Regions from separate parts of the Mus musculus genome. Here region 2 is linked to region 1. Evidence: chromatin contacts called from public promoter capture Hi-C data. All regions are on one chromosome and are shown on one strand. The core of a region is the stretch at or near the end of the contact, and the rest is flanking DNA. Distances in the headings are between cores, read along the strand shown. Region 1 holds the start of Atp5j2 (ATP synthase, H+ transporting, mitochondrial F0 complex, subunit F2). Region 2 overlaps Pan3 (PAN3 poly(A) specific ribonuclease subunit).

Region 1 (4,662 bases), core at 799-3,298:
ACCTGCCTCTGTCTCCCGAGTGCTGGGGTCAAAGGCCTGTGACACCCACTGCCTCCTTCTCTCTTGCTCATTAAAATCTTGAAAAGTCAAAAGCATTCAGAGCTGAACTCTTGATACTGGCTCTACACTCAACTCTAAATACAGGCAGACTCAAGCATTCTGAGGCGAAGCAGGGTTTGGTGGTAAACACCTGTAATCCTAGCACTTGGGAACTTGACATAAGAAATGTTGGGCTGGTGTAGATCTTTGGTCCAAGATAGAATCACTTAAGACACTAAGATGATGACCCATGTGGGACCACCCAGCCCCTTCAGGGAAATGGTAACTGAGCCGACTACAGCCCCCTTCTATACTAATAGCTAGAGTGCCCTGCTCCCCTTCCAAAAACCCAGAAATGAGCACAACTTGGACTATAGGAGGATTTCTGGTGGTTAGATAAAAGCCACCATTCCTTAGGAACGGTAAAAAGAATTGTGACTATTCCACAGTGAATAGCAGGTAAAAGGAATCGGGAAGCCCAGTTTTCTGTCAAAAGGAGTCATTTTCCTTACCTTTGGCATTTACCAGCATATCAAAATGCATGCTGGCCTCCAGTCTCTCAATATCACAAATACCCATTACACACAGCAAAGGCCATGTTATAGCATTCTGGCTCTTTTCATCTTCTCTATGCTTCTCCCTTTAGCTCCTGGACTCCCCCCACCCCTCCAGCGAATCATTCTTATAAGCCTGCTATTCTCACTCCCACCCTACCCCATGCTCTCACTCTTAGATTGCTCTGACCATGTCCAGTCAGATGCCCATGTTAAGTCTACTTCTCTCTGCTCTTCCAGATGCCTCTGGCTGTTCCCTCTCACTCATATTTACAATAAACATCCCCTCTCCTGGGGGCTGGAGAGATGACTCAGTGGTTAAGAGCACCGACTACTCTTCCAAAAGTCCTGAGTTCAAATCCCAGCAACCACATGGTGGCTCACAACCACATGTAATGAGATCTGACGCCCTCTTCTGGCGCATCTGAAGACAGCTACAGTGTACTTACGTATAATAAATAAATAAATCTTTAAAAAAAAATCCCCTTTCCTTATGGGGGCTGGAGAGATGGCTCATCTGTTAAGAGCACTATCTGCTCTTTCAGAGGACCCAGGTTTCATTACCACAAATCACATAGGAATTCACTACTGTCTTTCTAACTTCAGCTCCAGGGGATCCAATGACCTCTTTTGACTTCAGTGGGCCCTGCATGCATGTGGTACACAGACATATATGTAGGCAAAACACCCATGTACATAAAAATAATTTTAAAAACCTTCACCTTAATTATACCATGGAGTGGTTATGTCAGTTTATACAGGCAGTGCACACATATAATTCCCATACATGAGTTGTCACTGCTAAAAGTTTCAGGCCAACCCAAAACATATACTGATTTCCAGGCTAGACTAACTCTGTTATTGCATACAGTCTTGCTGTATTTCAGGCCCAAATTTGGGAATTAATGGCAAGATAATGCCTGTAGCTATATAGTAGTCTGACTTTGGCGCTAACATGGCTTAAATCTAATACTTCTGATTTTGGGTCAAAAAAACTACCTTTACGAGCTTTAGAAAATACCCATTTAAGCAGGTGTCAGCTGTGGAGGCGTGTTTGCAATCATCATGGAAACCACTTAAGCATGTGGAGTGGAACTTCAGAGGGATTTGGGGGTCAGAGCAGTGAATAGCAAGTAAAAGGGACTGGGGAGGGTTAAAACAAATGTTCCTATTCAAGGCTTCTCTGCTTTTCTTTCTTTTCAGCATTGGGAATGGAACCAGAGCCTTAAGCACTCCGGGACTGAGCCACACCCCTAAGCCTCTCATTCCTCATGAGAGATCCAAAAGTAGAAGGCAAAAAGTCAAAAGGTCCCTTTTCTCTTTTGTCCTTTGCTTCCGCCTGGGATAGGTCTCAAAATGCTCTACCTAAGTGGTGATCTACTTCCCATGAGCCTCTGCTTCCCGCTCCGGCAGGGGTGCGTGCGCCCTTCCCAGCAGCCTTTGCGCGCGGCTGGAGTTCTGCGGACACCAGGACTTCAAGATGGCGTCACTCGGTGAGTACTCGGCCCTTTCCTGGCCTTGGGGTTGGAAGCCCGATTTGGGCACAGGCTCCAGGGCCACAGTGGGGTGAGAAGGAACCGCGGGAACTCTTGCTCTTCACCCGGGGCTTCACTGAAGCCTCCCCGGAAGCGCGCTGGACACTTACTATAAGGTCCTGTGCTCCCGCCCTCCTCCCTCCACTCTGCAGCGGATTTCTGCTGTGCATCGCCTGGCCTGGCGGTGGAAGACCCAGTCAGCACGGAGAGGCTTCTGGGGGCCTGCACATGCGTTGCCCGGAACCATTTGTCTGTCCTTCCGCGGAGGACTAAGCTGCTGCTTTTTCTTCCTGCGCGACTTGACACAGGCAGGGTCACTTGAACCTTTACGCTGGGCAGCGCTTGGACCTCCCTGGAGATGAGGCTTTCAGATTACGGTCCAGGACCAGCGAATGCCTAGAATGGTTCCCGACACCACATTATGTTACATACGTGTCGACTGAATACGCCTACTGGGGTGAAGTGACCTGTTCAAGGTCACCAGTCCTGAGAGAGCCTCGCTGGGATTCAGACCTAGGTTGGCGGGTCTCATGATAAATGAGATTACCTTTCAGAAATGTCCTTGTGACAGACAAGCAGATGTTCCCTTAACACGTACGAGTCAATCTCCACACACATTCATTGCGCACTGTTGGGATTACACATTATTGTTGTTTTTGTTATTATGTGTCCCACACGTGTCTAGGTATGGTCATGGGAATGCTGGAGCTTGTGTCCAGGTTCGAGGACAACTCCGAGGAACTCCAGTAGCCAGGCTAGCCATTTCACAGTTGTCTACCTCCTCCTTTTGAGACAGGGTTTCACCATGTAGCCCAGATTGGTCATGAACTTGCTGCCACAGTCGTGATGTATTAGCGTCTATCTCTGAGTGCTAGGATTACAGGCCTATGCTACTGTACTTAGCTTGTTACAGTGTTCTTTATCTCAGCCTGGGAAGGTGAAGGGGGGGGTGTCTAAAAACGGGGTGTGAAGGAGCTGAGCCTTTTTGATTTGGTTTGGTACTTGGTTTTGCAAGATAGGATTTCTTTGTGTAGCTCCAGCTGTAATGGAACTCATCTGTGGATCCACCTGCTTCTGTCTCCCCAGTACTGGGCTTAAAGGTGTAGGTCACTGCCACCTGGGGCATTAGCAGCTATTTTATCTGTAAAATGGTAGGAGATGGTTAGTGAACACAGCTTTCAGAAGAGACAACGGGAAGAGCATTAATGACACTGCTCAAGAGGCTGAAGAAGCACAATTGTCAGCCTGGGCCTTCCTCTCCAAAAAAAAAGTTGAAAAAATAGAAGTTTTGGATCCCAACCCCTACAGGATTTCTCTGCCACTCTGGCTATCCTTGAACTTGAACTCCACCTGCCTCTGCCTTCCCAATTGCTAGGGTTGAAGGTGTGTGCCGCCACTGCCACAACCACCACCCCTATCACTTTTTCTTGTTTTTTTTAAAGACAAGGTCTCCCTAAATAGCTGTGGCTATCCTGAAATTCACTAGATAGATCAGGCTTGTCTGGAACTCATAAAAGTCTCTCTGCTTCTGCCTCCTAAGTGCTGGGGTTAAAGGCATGCGCCATCATACCCAGCTTAAAGTTTGCAATCTTATTTAAGTAGAGGGTTAGTGTGAAGAGACCTTTGAAGGAAAGACTAAAGAGTTTAGTACACTTCGCCAGCTGGGGGTTGATATTGTACCCCTGTCACCCTAGCAGTGGGAAAGCTGAAACAAGAAGATTATCCATGAGTTTAAGGCTAGCCGGTACTGTATAGCAATACCCTATCTCAAAAAAACCAAACCAACAAACAAAAAGATGACTCAGTTCAAGAAAGATACTGGGCGGGGCTGGGGAGGGGTGGAGTAGTCGGGTTGCGGCTCAGTTGGTGGAGTGCTTGCCCCACAGGCACAAAGTCCTGGGTTCCATCCTCAGCACCACATAAAGCTGGTAACTCCAGCACTTGGAAGGTAGCAGGATCCGCCATGCCAAAGACATCCATTGACATACAGCAGCAGGTTTGAGCCCAGCATGAGCTACATAAGATCCTGTCTTAAAAAAAAAAAAAAAAAAAAAAAAAAAAAAGGCGAGCATGGTGGCACATGAGTATGTATGTTCATGAGTGTGTGTCTGTCTCTCTCGAGTGTGCGCGTGCATGTGCACATGTGCAGAAGAGCCACGGGGACTGTATGGAGGTCAGAAAACAACTTTGCAGGCTCTGCACATACTTTTAATCCCAGTTCTCAGGGGGCGAAGGCAGGGAGATCCCTGAGTTCAAGCTCAGCCTGGTCTACATAGTTCCAGGACAGCCGGAGCTATAGAGAGAGACCTTGTCTCAGAAAACAAAGATAAGTGAGAAAGTGGCCACCCCACAATGAAGGGTTCTGTTGGTGTGAACTGGGCATCTGGTTTTCCCTTGGGGTATGTGAGTGAGGTCGGTTCGCACAATCTGATTCTGCGTAACTCTAGTGAAGGATCTGGAGGTCACGCCTCCTAAGTATTGATGGGTTTTTAACAGTTACCAGTAGCACATACGATTTGGAAGCTTTGGGAGTG
Region 2 (4,281 bases), core at 1,242-3,741, 2.3 Mb before region 1:
TTGTTTGTCAATTTTGTGGCACTAGGAATTTAACCTAGGTGTTCGCACACATTAGACAACTGCTCTGCCACTTGGAGTTCCATGCCCAGCTTATAAACTGATTTTTCATCATACCTTGTGAGTCAATGTCAATATTTAAGTAACAGAGATATAAAAACGTAATCCATATTCTGTTATTTTAGTGAACATAATCATGTACCCATATGGCTGCAAGCCAACCTTTTGTGAACGAGGTAAAAATGTGAAAGTATAAGTCGGGGGCCACGGTGCCTGCCTATAACCCTGGCATTCAGGAGGAGTGCTGCAAGTTTCAGGCTCAGGATAAGTCAGAGCTACAAAATATGACCTTGTTTTAAAAAAATCATAGATAGATTAGATAGATAGATAGATAGATAGACGTAGATAGATAGATAGATAGATAGATAGATAGATAGATAGATAGATAGATAGACGTAGATAAAGTGAATGTGTAACTATGGCTTGGGACAATGTTTTAAACAAGTACATATACACGAACCATTTCCTCTCAATTTGTACAGAATGAAGACATTACATTCTATAAAGAAGTTTTTAGAAGTCTCCAAACAGCTTTTAGCGGGAACCGCTAAGAAGATGTCAGAGAGAACCCAAGAGAGTCCTGAATCCGTGTGACTTTGAGGGCTGGAGCACAGCTGAGCACGCATCAAGACTGCAAGTCAGCCCACAGCACCATGACCAAAAGGAAGAATGTTTAAATAAAGTTACACAACTGATATGATCATAAGGAGGAGGATCAGTTATCCTGTTTTGTTGTTTTTGTTTATATTCAAACAGGATCCACTATGTAGCCCTGGCTGTCCTGGAAATACTCACTGTATAAACTGGGCTGGCCTTGAACTCAGCTATCTGTCTCAATCTGTCTTCTAGGTGCTGCAATTAAAGGCATGTGGCATTACACCCAGCTATTTTTTTTGTTGTTGTTGTTTTTCTGAGACGAGGACTGTACTCTGTAACCCTCCAATTTGTAGCAATTCTCCTGACTTAGCCTCCTAGATGCTACAATTCTTAGAGTGAGGACTTACAGCAAACACATAGGTCTTACTTTCCATCAGATTCCATTCTAACTGCTCCATTCACTTCATTTTAATCTCTATAGTTTCTATATAAATACACTTTCACTATCTCATATCATCCCCATTTTCTAAATAATGCACTTATGACAAACATGCCTTTTTAAAGAAGTTGTTGCTAAAACAGTTATTCAGTAGGAGAAAACAGTAAGGCATTCATATGTGTAAGGAGTATAGTGGGGGTTATAAGAGTCTAATGCATGGAAGAACAGAGACTGAGAAAATGTAGAAACTGAGAGAGATGTTTCCAGTCCTAGAAAAAATACAGACTTCTAAAATGGGTAACATGCTCTGAGTAGTTCTCAACAAGGAACACTGGCAGTGCATGCAGTTATTTCTGGCATCAGAGCTGAGGTATAGGGGTATCCAGAAGACAAGCACCACTGTCCAACAACCCACAATACAGGGTAGATTCCACAGAACAAATGATGTGTGGCCCAAGTGTCAACAGAGCCAAGGTTAAGATAGCGATAAATAAAGCTAACAGCCATCTCACAAGAGTTATTACTAAAATAAATATGAGCCACAACCACACATCTTCAGGGAAAGCTGCCACCACATCCTCCAAAAACCTGTGCCCGTGTCTACAGACGACAGCACAAAAGGAGAAGCCACCACACTGCCTGACAGGCTTCCACCACCAATTCAACAACTATGTTGAAACCACAACTGCTTTCAACTGTCAGAATGCAGAAGCAAGGTTATGAGCACACCCAAGTATTATGTTTTGTGTTCAAGAGAATCTTAAGATTAAAAACTACAGCTAACAAGGTGAAGCTTCATTCTTGGTTCCACACAAAATCAGACTACCTACAAAAATATAAATTTTGACATCTCAAATTGGATTTACGTTTTCTGTGGTGTCATTTTCCTTCTAAAGGAGCATGTTTTAGACTGCAATTATAAATTTCTAGGTCCCTTGAAATATCTGAATTATAAAATGACTATTTAAGCAAATATTAGGAAAGAAGGAGAAGACGAAAGAACTTCTCTTCCATTTTAAAGTAAAGTCGCTTTTTAAAAAACTAACTTGACGTTTAACAAACAAAAGAATGTTTCTAGGGAAATGATTTCATAGATGACCATACAGTCACACTGGGTGGGAAGACTATCAAATGATGTTCATAGGAAATTTTATATCCTATGGGATATATCCAAAATAAACCAAAAATACTGGTATAAAATATGAGTCAATATACACATTTTTCCTAACTTGCTGCAAACCAACTCCAATTCTTTGAGATACTTTATAAAAATGCAGTAAGACCCTTAAAATGGCAAGAAAACCTTTGTGCATGTCTTCATAAGAAACTCCTCGCCAGGTCAAAAGCATGCATCAAAACAGTCTGCTCGCATCTCTTGCTTACCCCACTTCCTCTTTGTGAAGTAGGCATCAGAATTCGGGTCGTTAAAGTGTCTGCTCATCATAGTTTCTCCTCCAGCATGGAAATCATAGGCGAACACCAGAGCTTACAAAGAAACAGAAACACACATCACACAAGTCTGGCTCCACACAGGGAAGCCCATGAGCAGGACCCACAGGACTGGGTACTTACAAGGCTCGGCAAATGCTTTAGTGGTAAACACTTCACGCAGAGTTACAATATTTGAGTGCTGAATTTTTTTCCACATATCAACCAACACCATGCACTTTGTGTTAACAAGACGAAAACCTAAAGAAGAAAATTCTCTACTACAATCAACTGTAAATGATAGCTCAAGAGAAATTTGAATTTTTAAAAATGGTCTATGTTGGCTGTAAAGTATTAATCTTCAAATGGGGACAAAAAAAAAAAAGAAGAAAAATAAAAGAAACCTTGTTTTCCAAGCACGCATAATAAGACAGCACTGTTTATATGAAAGTATGAATAATCTTAGCAAGAGTAGTATACTTCTGAGGAAATCCACCTTCCTTACCATGTATCCTCCGAAGGCAATATGGCAGATCATCTTTGCTATTTACAGCTTTGTAGCAAGACGTGATATATCCAAAATTACTTGATTTCTGTATCCGGTTGGGAGGTGGCAGTGGTTCTAGAGGGAACAGGCTATGGTAGCTGTCAACTTCTGTGGGGACTGCTAGAGTAAGTGGCAGAAAGACAACTGTCAATGACAGGCATTCACAAACCTCTCACAGCATTAAAGAAGCAAGCACACGCATCACTACCCACTGTCAAACCCCAACAGACTTGTGTCAGGAGGCAGTGCTGTCTGACAGGCTTGTTATAAACCCAACTAAGCTTCAGTACCAACAGGTTAGGGGCAGCCAAGCACAACTGAAGCTCACATTCTCCTGTCTCTTAGCAGCACAATATAGGGATTTTTGTTCTCAGAAATAATTATTAAAAATGAGTTATTGATATATTAAACATTTTATTCTAATATTAATAAAAATCAAGGTAGATTTTGAATTATCTTTAGAGCATAAATTTAAAATAAGTTGTATGAAATTGATAAGGGTAGCATATATATGTATGAACCTATGTGACATTTGCCATCAAAACTCTTACAAGTCTCCTCTGGCTCGACTGGGTACAACTAAAGAAACTATGCTTCCCCCAATAATTAAGAGGTGCAGTGCCCACAAGGAAATTAACAGTCAAGTGACAGCACAAGAGCAAACCAACTATGATATTTGGAACAACCTTTTTGATGACTACCATGGTTTTTAACAACAAACAAACAAATAGACAAGGTAAAAGATAAACTCTACTCAATACGCAAGGGTCTCCACAGCAAACGCTATCTGGCTTCAGAAGCTGTACATCTTGAATTTCCATGCAATGGCTGTACATGATTTGTTTAAAAGAGGTCACGACAAGGCTATGAGTATAGGATTTTTTAGCGCTGTCCTTTCAACCGGTCACACTTGTTCGCACCACTGTTCGAGTTAACAACTACCAAGCTCCGGAAGCTTCCTCTTGATTCCCATGGGGCACAGCTCTCTGTGCTGTGGTCCCAACTCTGGGCCCTATTTACCATTAGCTGCTGGCTTATTTTATGAGTGCTGTCTTGTAGTAAGATGTGTTCCTTTTATATCTGGTTAATTTAGTTTTTATCAAAGGGATGCTGAATCTTAAAAAACAGGTATTATTAACTATTAGTCTATTCTATGCGTTCAGCTCTAAAAATTCCACATATTTGATCATGACTAAAGGGGTGCTTAGTAATA

Evidence for each region. Promoter capture Hi-C pulls out the DNA fragments that hold promoters and counts their contacts.
Region 2: a contact with region 1 is called in a promoter capture Hi-C map of pre-B cells, with 3 times the contacts expected there. The contact joins the enhancer-like site here to the promoter of Atp5j2 in region 1. A contact is called at or near these places in 3 of 39 promoter capture datasets (liver and pre-B cells).

What each region holds. Positions count from the first base shown.
Region 1 is chr5:145,188,927-145,193,588 of GRCm38.p6, reverse strand. It overlaps Atp5j2 (ATP synthase, H+ transporting, mitochondrial F0 complex, subunit F2), which reads left to right and starts at 2,048. Exons shown (of 4, transcript NM_020582.3): 1 at 2,048-2,086. The coding sequence starts at 2,074.
Region 2 is chr5:147,525,426-147,529,706 of GRCm38.p6, reverse strand. Pan3 (PAN3 poly(A) specific ribonuclease subunit) reads right to left here. Exons shown (of 19, transcript NM_028291.5): 9 at 3,027-3,188; 10 at 2,666-2,782; 11 at 2,477-2,578. Among named protein-coding and RNA genes, the nearest start is that of Pan3, 97 kb to the right of the region's middle. Within about 2 kb of position 2,491, at least 77 of the 459 cell types and tissues checked have an H3K27ac peak or open chromatin away from gene starts, as enhancers often do. A contact at or near this core is called in pre-B cells, where this site is marked.